Regions from separate parts of the Zea mays genome. Here region 1 is linked to region 2. A link is a contact called in public Hi-C data. All regions are on one chromosome and are shown on one strand. The core of a region is the stretch at or near the end of the contact, and the rest is flanking DNA. Distances in the headings are between cores, read along the strand shown. Region 1 holds the start of LOC103630807 (structural maintenance of chromosomes protein 3). Region 2 holds the start of LOC100217253.

Evidence for each region. Hi-C and Micro-C count contacts between places; a contact is called where the count stands out from the background.
Region 1: a contact with region 2 is called in a Hi-C map of leaf, with 6 times the contacts expected there. The contact joins the promoter of LOC103630807 here to the promoter of LOC100217253 in region 2. A contact is called at or near these places in 3 of 25 Hi-C or Micro-C datasets (ear, leaf and tassel).

What each region holds. Positions count from the first base shown.
Region 1 is chr6:179,508,200-179,514,471 of Zm-B73-REFERENCE-NAM-5.0, forward strand. It overlaps LOC103630807 (structural maintenance of chromosomes protein 3), which reads left to right and starts at 2,140. Exons shown (of 30, transcript NM_001350802.1): 1 at 2,140-2,358; 2 at 2,601-2,652; 3 at 2,739-2,814; 4 at 3,315-3,353; 5 at 3,451-3,518; 6 at 3,606-3,677; 7 at 3,968-4,047; 8 at 4,134-4,212; 9 at 4,290-4,407; 10 at 4,497-4,672. The coding sequence starts at 2,638. It overlaps LOC109939192 (probable inactive receptor kinase At2g26730), which reads right to left and starts at 1,565. Exons shown (of 2, transcript XM_008649438.4): 1 at 1-1,565. The coding sequence starts at 538.
Region 2 is chr6:178,889,021-178,895,087 of Zm-B73-REFERENCE-NAM-5.0, forward strand. It overlaps LOC100217253, which reads right to left and starts at 2,217. Exons shown (of 18, transcript NM_001401848.1): 1 at 1,844-2,217; 2 at 1-48. The coding sequence starts at 1,882. It overlaps LOC100279448, which reads right to left. Exons shown (of 19, transcript NM_001329507.1): 15 at 5,104-5,379; 16 at 4,740-5,014; 17 at 3,791-4,139; 18 at 3,330-3,614; 19 at 2,458-3,224. The coding sequence ends at 2,643.

The sequences.
Region 1 (6,272 bases), core at 890-3,389, 620 kb after region 2:
CGTCGAGCTTGAGCGACCGTAGCCTGGGCAGCCCCACGAGCAGCGCGTCCGGTATGGGTCCCGAGAGCTGGTTGCGCGAGAGCGCGAGGTGCTCGAGCTCGGGCAGCGCCCCCGTGGCGAGCTCCGGCGGGACGGCGCCCGACAGCAGGTTGCCCTGGAGGTAGAGCGCGCGGAGGCGCGGGAGAGCGAGGACGTCGGGCGGGACGGGCCCCGCGAGGCGGTTGTCACGCAGCGACAGGACCTGGAGGTTCTGGAGGCCGGAGAGGGTGCCGGTAGGGACGGCGCCGACGAGGCCCACCCCGGGGAGGTGGAGCTCGGTCACCGTGGCGTTGGCGGGGGAGTCGCAGCGGACGCCCGTCCAATAGCACGTGGGGAGGGATGCGTTCCATTGCAGCGGCCGCTCGTGCGGCGTTCCGGATAGGAAGGCACGTAGCGCCGACCGCTCCCGCTCCGGCGGGTCTGCGCCCGCGGTGGCCGCTAGGGAGAGGGTCAACGCCAGCAGCAGCAGCAGCAGCAGCGCGGGCGCGCGGCTGTCCATTTGGAATGGTGTGTGAGTGGGAGTGGCACGCTGCTGCGGTCCTACTCCTACGGCCTACGGGGTGGACACTGGCGCGCTGGAAGACGTAGACGAGGCATTGCTAGCTTGTGCTTGAACCGGGCGGCCGGTCATCAGAGCAGAGGAACAGTCTGGTGTGGATTTATGTAGGCGGCGGCGGTGCCGGGCGCTGGACGGCTGGAGGGAGCACAGCACGTGGGCGTAACCAATTGGACGTAGTACTCTCTGCTTGGTCAGCCGTGGGTCGGAAGCAATGGATCGATGCCCCGGCCCGGCGTGTCGCGCGCGTCGTTTGTGATGTGAGACGGCGGTCAGCCAGTGCCATGTCAAGTACCCTACCCTAGGTTATACACATGCAATCTCAACAGAGGGAGGGAGCAGGAACGCCCTGCCAATCGCGGCCTCTGTACGGTAATCCGTAGCCAATCGTGCGTACCAGCCGTGACTTGGGTCGGAAGCAATAGATGGATGCCCCGGCCCCGCGTCTGCCAAAACAAACAAACAAACGGACAAATTTGCAGCGGAGAGGGAGGGGAGACGAGACGACTAGGGATGGCAACGGGGAATTCTCCGTCGGGTTTTAGCTCCCCAAACCCGTCCCCGCGACAAAAAAAATTCCCCGCGGGGATCCCCACGAACACTTGCGGGGGACATTTCTTCCCCATCCCCGTTCCCCGCGGGGATAAATCTCTGTCGGGGATCCCCATCCCCGCTTAAATTATAATTAAATCGTACTTCATTTGTTATTAATGTAAAATATTATCACTTATACACATTGTTAAATGTAAAATTCATTATGTGCACATTAAAATCAATGTATTTGTACAACGGGTGATCTTTGGACAAGGTAATTCTTTACTTTTATCATTAACTATTACATGAAAACATTGTCACATGTAAGTTTAACGGGTCCCCGCGGGGAACGGGGATGGGGAATGCTTCCCCATCCCCGTCCCCGTTTACCCGTCGGGGGAGAACTTTTCCCCATTTACATCCCCGTGGGGAAAGAAGCTTCCCCATCCCCATCCCCTAATAGAGGAATTCCCCGCGGGGAATCGGGGATCGGGTCCCTATTGCCATCTCTAGAGACGACTGGCGGATGCGACGTGCACCGTGCACCGGCAGGCAGTGGTCGCCGGCCGGAGACAGCAGCACTGCGGTGCACGTGCACCCGGTATTTGTACATGCCACCTGTCACGGCCACATCTTGTGTCATTCTCAAGGGAAGAGTCGGGACCGGATGACGGGTGGACCATCTCACTCTGATTGATTCCTGGCCCTGGGTGGGTGGGTGACCTCAACCTACGCGCCCCCTTCTCGCTTTCAGCAAGTATCCATGCTATACCTCCCCCTGCTGAAACAAAACACAAAGTAGTAACATAAAGATGCATGGTATACCTTCTCTGGTTGGTGTTCATGTCCAATCACTGAAACACCACCTGGCTGGCATGCTCCACGGTCGAATGCTAATCCATCCCAACGCAGCAGTGCAACGCATGTCGAGTTGTCGACACAAGGCCTGGGCATCCTCGTGGCATCTGGATCACCAGTGAAATCGAACAAGCTAGCTTCCAGGCCGGCCTGCTACAGGCCCAGTCGAAAACTTACAGGAGCCGAACCAAACGGCCACGGCCACGGACAGTGTTGCCTTCTCCTCCCCCTTCTCCTTCTCCCGTCCACTCAGCGTGCCTGACTGCCCGTGCGCGCCCTCGCTCAGTCGCTCTCGCGCGCGGCGACAACTGAGCCACCGCCGACGGTCCAACTCTTCGTCGGACCCTTTGCCGGCGACGAGCACCCACCAGGTAACCCCTCACTCTCTTCCCTCGCTGCTGTGTGGAACCGAGCTCCCGAACCCTAACTCAAGCCCTTTCACCATTTCAATTCGGATCTGATGTAATTACAAGCGTATACTAGCACAACTCTGATTTTTTTTCGCAAATATTACTGGGTGTACATGTATACGCCCATGTCCTTTACTTGTTCCGATTCTGTTTTTTTTTTTTTTGGTGTCTACTTGTTACTGACTTGCCATGCTCTTTTGCAGGGGTTTCATGGTAGCGTGACCTGTCTCGGCCTAGAAAATGTATATAAAGAAGGCAAGATGTTCTGCCCTGGGTACAATTTGGTGATATTTTTCTCCCCATGTAAGCTTGTTGGCTTATTGGCCATCTGTCTGGTTCAGGTCGTAATCGAAGGGTTTAAGAGCTACAAGGAGGAGATATCAACAGAGCCCTTCAGTCCCAAAGTTAACGTAGTTGGTAAACCCCCTCTTCTGCTCCCTCGCTCACAGATATTACTGTACTCATAGGGTTCTGTTCTGCTTCCTAACTGCTGCTCAGATAATTTAACACCGCTTGTGCGGCAACCTCCGCCTATATCAGGCCTGCAACTGCAATAGATAAATCCTTACCTAGTGGGTCAATCACAAAGCTTTATTAGTGATCAAGATCCGGTGCATCTTCAAGGTTCAGTTTCCTTTATTTGCTAAATTGGGTTATTTGTTTTGTTTTGGAAAATTAGCATAGTCATAGCTTATGTATGCATGCATTGTACCAGAATTCAGAAAACCACGACCTTGAAACAGTTACGGTTAAGTCCGTGTAACTCTTTTGTGTGCTTGCTGTTTGTTTGCTCTAGCTCTATAGTGATCTTCTAGTTTTTCTGCCAAACTCACTGCAAGTACTACAGGGCAATTACAACTTGGATGCATACTTTTCTGCTCTTAATGAACTGACGATTATTTAATTGTTTGCCACAGTTGGTGCAAATGGATCTGGCAAATCAAATTTCTTTCATGGTAATCTTAAACATGTGGTACAGTACTGCTATATTATTATTTGCATCTGCTCTTATGCGAGAACATCCTCTTGATTTGCTTATGCTTATTGCTCCAGCTATACGATTTGTCCTGAGTGACATGTTTCAGAACCTGCGAAGTGAAGATAGGGGTGCCCTTCTCCATGTATGCCTCCTCTAAGCAATCTAGATAGTTGGAATAGATGGCTGGTCCGCTGGTGTTTGATATACCCTACTGTAATAACCATTCCAGGAAGGTGCTGGACACTCGGTTGTATCTGCTTTTGTTGAGATAGTGTTTGACAATTCAGACAATCGTATTCCAGTAAGTCCTCTAACCTATTCAGATTTTAGTTTACTTATTCCAGTCTATCTTCTAGAGTCTCAGGTTGCATATTTTGTTGAAAAATAGCAAACCTAGATCTCTTATGGTAGGCACTCATATAATTATCAGCTCCGTGCTGGTTCATGTTTGAAAGCTGACAGCATCACTCCAGTTCTTAACGTGTTTCAGTGACGCCTGCGTGATGGTCTGATGGTTGCCTTTTGCATTGGCACAATAATGTACATGCTCCTTGTTCTCCTGGCTGTGAATGAAAATACACTTTGTTGCAGGTTGATAAAGAAGAGGTACGCTTGCGCAGGACAATTGCTTCAAAGAAGGATGAATACTACTTGGATGGGAAGCATGTCAGGCATGTTATTGTATGCCCTAAACCAGCTCAGCAATGTTATACCTTGTCCCTTGCTCAGGCCTATCTTTTATTCTTACCATGTCCAGTAAAACTGAAGTCATGAATCTGCTAGAGAGTGCTGGTTTCTCTCGTTCTAATCCATACTACGTTGTGCAGCAAGGAAAGGTAACAATTACTTACCAGTTACCTGTTCATGTCTTCAATCTGATCTGATATTACATGGCCACATTTGTCATCTGTAGATTGCATCCCTTACCTTGATGAAAGATTCTGAACGACTGGATCTTCTCAAAGAGATTGGTGGTACACGTGTTTATGAGGATAGACGGAAGGAGAGCTTGAAAATAATGACCGAAACAGGTAGTTCGAAACTTTGAATTAACACAATTCTTTATATATATTATCAAATATCAAAGTGACATGTTGAGATGACAATTCCTTACGAGAAGCCAACAAAAGGAAGCAGATTGATCAAGTTGTCCACTACTTAGAGGAAAGACTGAGAGAACTCGATGAAGAGAAAGAAGAACTAAAGAAGTACCAGCAGCTGGACAAACAGAGAAGATCACTTGAGTATACTATATTGGACCATGAGCTTAATGACGCAAGGAATGAATTAGCTTCGGTAAGGCTCTACCATTTCTGTTACACATGTTTACATTTTTGGATATTTTTGTGCCTCACAGTTGAAACAACCTGACTAAAAAATGAATGAAGGCTTTGGGATTGAGTTTGATGAACAAACCATTAATTGATTATTTCTTGGGTAGTCTCATACCATGATGGAAAGACCATAGTTTTCTAGAGAGCGTAGAAGGACTAGGATTTGAAATGCTTGTTTCATCGCCTTCTACAACTGATGCTTAAAGTGTATTGTTCCTATTGGGCCTAGGCTTTGTATCCAACCCACTATGGCCCTACAGTATTATCTACACACATTTCTTAGGAATACTATTTTAGTTTTTCTCCTCCAATATGGTATCAGACGCCTCCTAACCATAGTCGTCGAGTGTTACCTTGCTGCTCTGCCACACCAATACACCATGGCTGGCCGCCAGCCGCCGCCTACACCTGGCGCGGCCTTCCCCCTCCCCGACACTGCCTTTCCCCCTCTCTCCTCTTCTTGGTCCTCCACCCCATGGCTGGCCACTGCGGGGGCCTAGATGCCTGCCTTGACCTCCGCTCCCGCCTCTGCTATAGCTCTGCCTACCGTCAGCCTTCTCTCCACCGCCTCTCCTCCACACTACGCCGCTGCCCCCGCGCGGCGGGCCTGGCCCTGGTCCTCATCGTCGGGGGCTTGCCTGCTTCTCTGGCATTTTGCATGGTCGCGGCTGCCCCCCTTTTTTTGGCGCCATGGTTGTGCCCCCCTTTCTCCCTAGAATCGTGGCTGCAGCTTCATCTGCCCTGGACGCCACCCAAACTCTCCCTAGTGCCATGGCCGCTGCCCCGACCCTTCTTGGTGTGGCCTCGTCGTCTTCTGGTGCCACTGTCATTGCATCCGTCGTTCCCGATCCAACTGGCATCGTCACTGCGACAGAGACTGGTCTGCCCTTCCCAGGCACCTTCGTTGGTCGTGCCCCTCGTGACGAGGTGGTCGTGGCCCACTCCACCCTTGTTGCTGCTCTGACGCGGCCAAATCTACCGTCGCTAACACGCGAAAGCGTGAGCGGGCTGCGGCTCTCGTCTGAGTGCATGAGCGCGCTTCTGCGGATGCACTTGCCCGACAGCTCGCGAAAGTTGAGCGACAACTAGAGGGGGTCGCTGTCGACCGCATGCCTTTCAACTTCGTCACGCTCCCCTCACTTACGAAGCCTCCATTGTCATCAACCTTTACGCTTAGGCATCCAGTGTCCAGAACATCCGGTCGCTAGTCCTGGTTGTTCTTGATCTGACCTCCCCCAACTACGCTCATTGGTGTGACCTTGTCTTCCTCACCTTACATCGCTATGCCCTTGACTCCGATGTCCTCACTGACGACTGCCTGTCTGTGCCTTCCTGACGTCGTATGGATAGTGTGATCCTATATTGGATCCTTGGTGCTCTCACTGTCGAGCTGCAGGACATCGTCTGTGAGCGTGGTGGCACTGCTCCCTAGGCCTGGATTGCCATCGAGGATCAGTTCCTCAGCAATCGTGAGACTTGTGCCTTCTACCTTGCCGTCACCTTCTAGATCTTTGTCCATGCGACCTCTCTGCCACTGAGTACTGATGCCAGTTGAAGGGCAT
Region 2 (6,067 bases), core at 967-3,466:
AAGAAGCTCTTCCAATGTAAAGTTCTCCTTGTCCAGAATTGTATCCACCTGACCAACAGGAAAAGAAAGTTAGGCATGTGGGACGGGGATGCCCCAGTGTATGCTACTAAATTTTCACAAGAAACCTGAGATGGTAAAAAAAAAAGGTATACTAAGGGCATGTTTGGATTCCAGGAGCTAAAGCAAAAATGATTATAGAGTTTAGTTACTTAGGAGCTAAATATCCAAACAGGAAGAGCTAAAAGTGACTAAATTGATACTTTTTTCACCACTATAATCAGTTTTAGTGCTTCCTATTTGGATCTTTAGCTCCTAAGAGCAGCTCCAGTAGTTATGTAAAATATATCTCCTTAAAATTGTATTTAGCAAGTTTGTAAACAGCTATTGGGCGTTCAAAAAAAATTTGTGGATCTCCAACAGTTGCTATTATTTAGGTAGTTAATCTGTTTGAAAAATCAAATTGGTGGGTCATTTGGATACCATGCAACACGACTGCCGTACAAAACAGGAAGAGTCAAAGGCATGTGTGACATACGAAGCAGCAGGAACAGGGAAAGATTGCCACGAGTGAGAAAATGGCGTCAGTTTTTTTTCGTGACTTGCTACATGATTATCAAATGTAGGGAGGAAATAGGGTTACATGAGAAGTGACTAAATTTATGAAGTCAATTTAGAGAGCTGTTGGAGAGAGGTTTTTGTGCTAACTATCTAAATTCTTGATTTAGAGAGTCATTTAGAGAACTACTGGAGTTGCTCTAAGTAACTAAACTTTAGTCACTTTTGTTTTAGCTCCTGGGATCCAAACAGCCCCTAAATAAATAAGACATGACAATAAACATGGTCGGTCCACTGGACAGTTAGTTATTATTACTATAAAATGAGTACAATGAACCAAAAGAATACATCTAGTGATAACATGATGATGAAACTACCCCATGGGCCAGAAAAAGTTTTACGACTCTTTATAAGGGAATAAGAAATAAATAAACAGTAAGCATACTTGACATGAAATTAGTTTCCGACACAGGTATAGGAAGCCCTATAAATAGTAATGGGACAGAAACAGAAAATATGTTCCCACAGAGACAGTAACAGAAAATGTGCAGAGAGCCAGAGAAAGCCTGTTTATTAATGAACCGGAATCGTTGTCAATGGAATTGCTCAAACTAGCTGCACTCAAGCTTTATCCAATTCCTTCCCTGGGTAGGTGTGCGTGCAGCAGGAACATGACGGTGATCACAGAATATAACCCTGAACGTGGAGTGGAAGCTGTTCCAACATCAACGCCGATTCAGCCGGCTGTAGATAATGAGTCAAAAGGGAAACCAACAGGACCTAGATTTTGCTATAGTTTGTTTTGTTATGTTCTTTTCGGAAGTCAAGCTTGGCGAATGCCGTAAAAGTTCGGGAGTCCATTGCAGAAGACAGGAAAATATCCTGTGCAATCACTTATATTGGTGCAAGCGTGCAATCAAGCGGTTTGGTGCATCTAATCTAGATCTAATGATGACTGTTATTTTATATTTAACCCCTTCCACCTAAAACATAGTACCTATTTTACTTTTAACCTCTTCCATATGAAACCGTTGGATCTAGATTGGATGCTCTGGATAGTTTGATTGCACGTTTGCACCAAAATGAGTGATTGCACAGGATATGTCCTCGCAGAAGACAGAGAGCACAAAGGCTACGGCGTTACAGCGCGCGGCCTAGGCGGCAGCGAACCCTACGCGCAGCAGGCGTGGCTGTAGAGCAGAGCAGGGTTGGTCCGGCTGGCGAGGCGACAAGCAGAACGGAAGAGCGAGAGGGCAGAGCGGAAGAGGCATCAGAGGAGTGTACTCACGGGCGAGGCCGCGGAGAGGCCGGTCATGCGCCAGAACATGGCGGCGGATCCCGCACAGATCTAGGGCTGGTCAGGGTAGAGCGAAGCGGCGGCGGCGGAGTCCGGGCTCACCGCGATCGGCGGGGTGGGGCGCGCGCGGGCGGGCAGAGTTTGCGGCGGTGGACCGGGCAGTGGGATAGGCAGGCGGGCCCGTGCGAGAGAGAGAGAGAGAGAGAGGGGGGGGGGGGGGGGGGGGGGGGGGGGGGGGGGGGGGGGGGGGGGGGGGGGGGGGGGGGGGGGGGGGGGGGGGGGGGAGCGCCAAAGCCCTCGGCTCAGACAGAGAGAGAGGAGAGGGAGGAAGAGCCTGCCGCAGTGCCGCCTGCGCAGCGCTGTGGACTCGCAGCGGCAGGTTCAAATCGATCAAACTAGGGGCTGGGCTGCAGGCTGCTGCCTGCTGGAGGTGCTACTATGAAATGGACAGGGGATGGACTATGCCTCATGGACAGGGTTGGGCCACTATCTCAACTCTCCTACCACAAGACAAGACGGCCGTCTCATTCAGCACATCCCTTTGTTACTGGCTCACGCCGACCCACCTATCAGTTAGGACCATCACAGGATTCACCACTAATTTTAACATTAAGCATTAATAATAAAGAAAAGAAACTGGCACAGCTCAAACAAACAAATCACGATAGGATATAGCATAGGATAGACTGCAGCCACGGCCGAACACTTTGATCGTGCGAGCCGCGGAGGCTACAGCTCAGGGAACAAGTTACTACTTGCTTACAAGCAACGCTTCCATGTTCCATCTACACTAGTGAAGCCTCGTCAGCTCTTCCACCCTCTTGGACAGCTCCTCCACGGGGACGCCCATCGCCTTGGACACCTCCTCCATCTTGCTCCGGCTAAGGTCAAGGAAAGACTCGATCAGGTCACCGTCGAGGAAGTTCCGAGCCTCCGCCGTCTTCTTGTCGTTATGGAAGGACCGCCATTGCTCGTGGCTCAGGTTTCCGACGCCCTTTATGTACTTCACAAGGGTCGACTGGAGCTTCTCCAGGAAGATGTATTGGTCGTGCGGGAGGGAGGCAATAATGCCAATCACCCCGTTTATTGTGCCAAAGATGACCGTAGGGATCTGCCCTATATCCGAGTCTGGAAGGCGCATCACCAGTGAACCGTGGCGGAATCTGTTCACAAACTCCCCAAGGTGGTACTCTCCCACCACCTCAAGCCTGGCCCTTTCGTCATCTGTCGCCGCATCGCTGTTCTTGCGCACCGTGAATAGGTTATAGCTATTCTCCGCCCCAACGTAGACTTCATCATCAAGCATCTCAACTGCAGTCATCCAGTTTGCATTGTAATCCCTAGCACGCTCTTCAATCGCGCTTTCCTCATGCTGCCCAAAAATACACAATAGCAATCAGCCCAACCAACAATTAGGGACTGACACAAAAAAGAAAAATACAAATAATAAGATCGCCAACAGTTAAAAAAGACTCACCTTATACACCAGCAAGGATATTGATTTCATCAGATCGCCAACCACAATGAAGTCACCACGTGTTTGAGTATACAAGGCAAGTATGTGCCCATGGTGGCCACACTCAGACTGCAGCTCATGTGAACCATCCTCGCGTGACATCCACTTATACAATTGAATCTTCTGGTTGATAGCAGCCAACAATTTCCCATTGAATGCATTCAGCGAATAAACTGCTCCTTTGGTTTCTTTCTCCACGATCAATTGCAAGCTTCCATCTTCAACTGCAAATACAAGAATCCGGCCCTACAAGATGTGCCAACACATAAGCATTTTGTGCACGAGAAATAGACAAGGTTCACAGAGAAATAAACTACAAGCAGTAAATTGGACAAGTATTAAAAGGGAGTTAACCAGTATTTTAGCGTATTAAAAGGGAACTGACTAGTATTAGTGAAACATCATGCTTTCAGATAAACTACCTTCGTCGGTTCATTTTCTTCAGGTATAACATATGCAGTTCCCACACAGTAATAAACATTACTATCATCCGCAAACGAACAGCTAATGATGGAGCAGCCACATTCATATTGATCTAGAGGATATACACACAGGGACTCAAACGTCTGATGATCTAGCAGACGTATTAAATGAGTCTCACTTTCCTCCACACTCTGGTTGTACTTGAAACTGCAAAATGCTAGTGTCCTTGATTGCTCCTGGTGACAAATGCGACGTGCTTGTTCATTAAGGGGGATTGTGCGGATATGAAGCTTCTGTATATCATCGATAGTTCCAATTGAAAGTTCACCCTCTTTAGCAATTGCAAGACTGTGACATTAGAAAAAAGATGGGGTGAACTAGAGCAAACTTACGACAGTGGTATCATTTTCAAACCATAACTCCACAAAGACTGGACCAGTGACACAAATGAAGTACAAGCTCAGAGCATCAAGTAGAATGCAAGTTGCAACTAGCAACAATCAAAAAATTAAACGATGACATCAAAAGACATAAATAGTAGGCTACAAAAGATTTCTTTCCCCTAATTTGACTGCTAATGATAAGATTTATAAGTACATAAGAATTAAAAGGAGGTTTCTTCACAGTCAAGAAATCAAGGTCTACCAACACCATTACCTTGAGACTAAAAGGCTTTGTTGGTGCCGTTGTATTATTTTTAGTAAGGCAAGTTTCATCAGACTGTACAAGCTTATTAAAAAAAAGTTGCTACTGCTGTATAAAAACTTACTACTCGACTTTTTAATGAACCACACAATACATGAACTGCACAAAGATAAGATGGTTGTGCAAAATGGCTTGTGAAAACAATTCAAACAAATTGATATATCATCCCAATTCCCAAGTACATACAGGAGGTACTCAAAGACTAAGTAATTCCATTGCAACAAATCTAGAGAGGGAACAAACCTGTCTGGAAAAGCGGCTGTATTGAAAGGGCACATATGATTAACCTCTTTCAAATTGACATTGCTGTAGAGAAGCTTCTTATTGCTGCTATAGATGACAGTTGGCCTATCTGACGAAGCGAACACGTGGGTGGTACCCTTTGATGAGAAGGTACGAAGGCTGATGGGTTGGGTCCCGAGGGTAACCTTCTTTCTATCAGTCAGTTCACCTGTACTTGCATTCAGTAGAAAACTGAACAAATTACCATCCCCAAGAGCACAAAGCAAATACGAAACCTGAAACGAAAGAAATAAGATGTATATGTTACTTGAAGTAGCCATTCTTATTTTTTATGGAACTTAGAAAAGCGAGTTCAAGAGCATACCCCCTCCAAGGTGCACAGCAGAACAGACCGAGGAACAATTTCTCCACCCAAATTTTCCTTCCTTATCAATTCAAGATCTGGAAGCGAAAATATTCTAACACTTATATCTGTCCACATCCCAACAGCAGCTAGGGAACTATATTGTGGATTCTCCCCAATTGGGTTCAAATCAAGACAAGAAATCTCATGTTCTAGCTGAGCATGCTTCACTTCAACAAGTTTAGCATCCCTAATTTCCAGGTAAACAAGATGGCCACCACCGGTTGCCAACAGAACCTGCAACACATGTGCAATTAAACAACAGTATGAGAAAATAAATAGCTTTGGCATCCAATCGTTAAAATCCATTTGTACTTAGAACATTCAAGAAAAATGTCTGGACTAATGGTTGTTGATGGTAAAAAAGTCCCCCCGCCTGCCAGTTTTTTCAATTACGATTTATTTCCCGGTTTGAAGTTTTGAACATAGCAATCAGTTGAGCACAATTTCTTGAGACATAATGAGAAGTTATTGGTTAATTCAATAAAGATTCTTGTGAGTATCAGCATAAGTGCATACCAAGTTAGCAACCAAATACTGGCCCTCAGAAGAAAAAAAAAAGTGGGTCAGCATTCTATAGATTCCCAACAAAGGCAAGAATTGAAAGACATATATGAATTGCAATTACTACTCAAAATGCACAGGTACCTTTAGATTGTAATTGCATAAGGGAAGACCCAGCGCCGGAGGCTCCCACATTAGTGGGGTCTAGGAAGGGATAAACCAAAGCAAGCCTTCCTAACAAATGCGGAAACACTACTCCGAACCCGCGACCTGGTGACTTAGTGAGACAGCTCTCACCGCTGCAACAGGTCTGCCCTTCAATGTTTCTTGTTTATGAATCTCATCCCTTAAATTCTCTCCTAGGTTTATGTTGGATAAAAGTAGACCTGGATGCACGTCAACATGTGCATCGATAATAAGG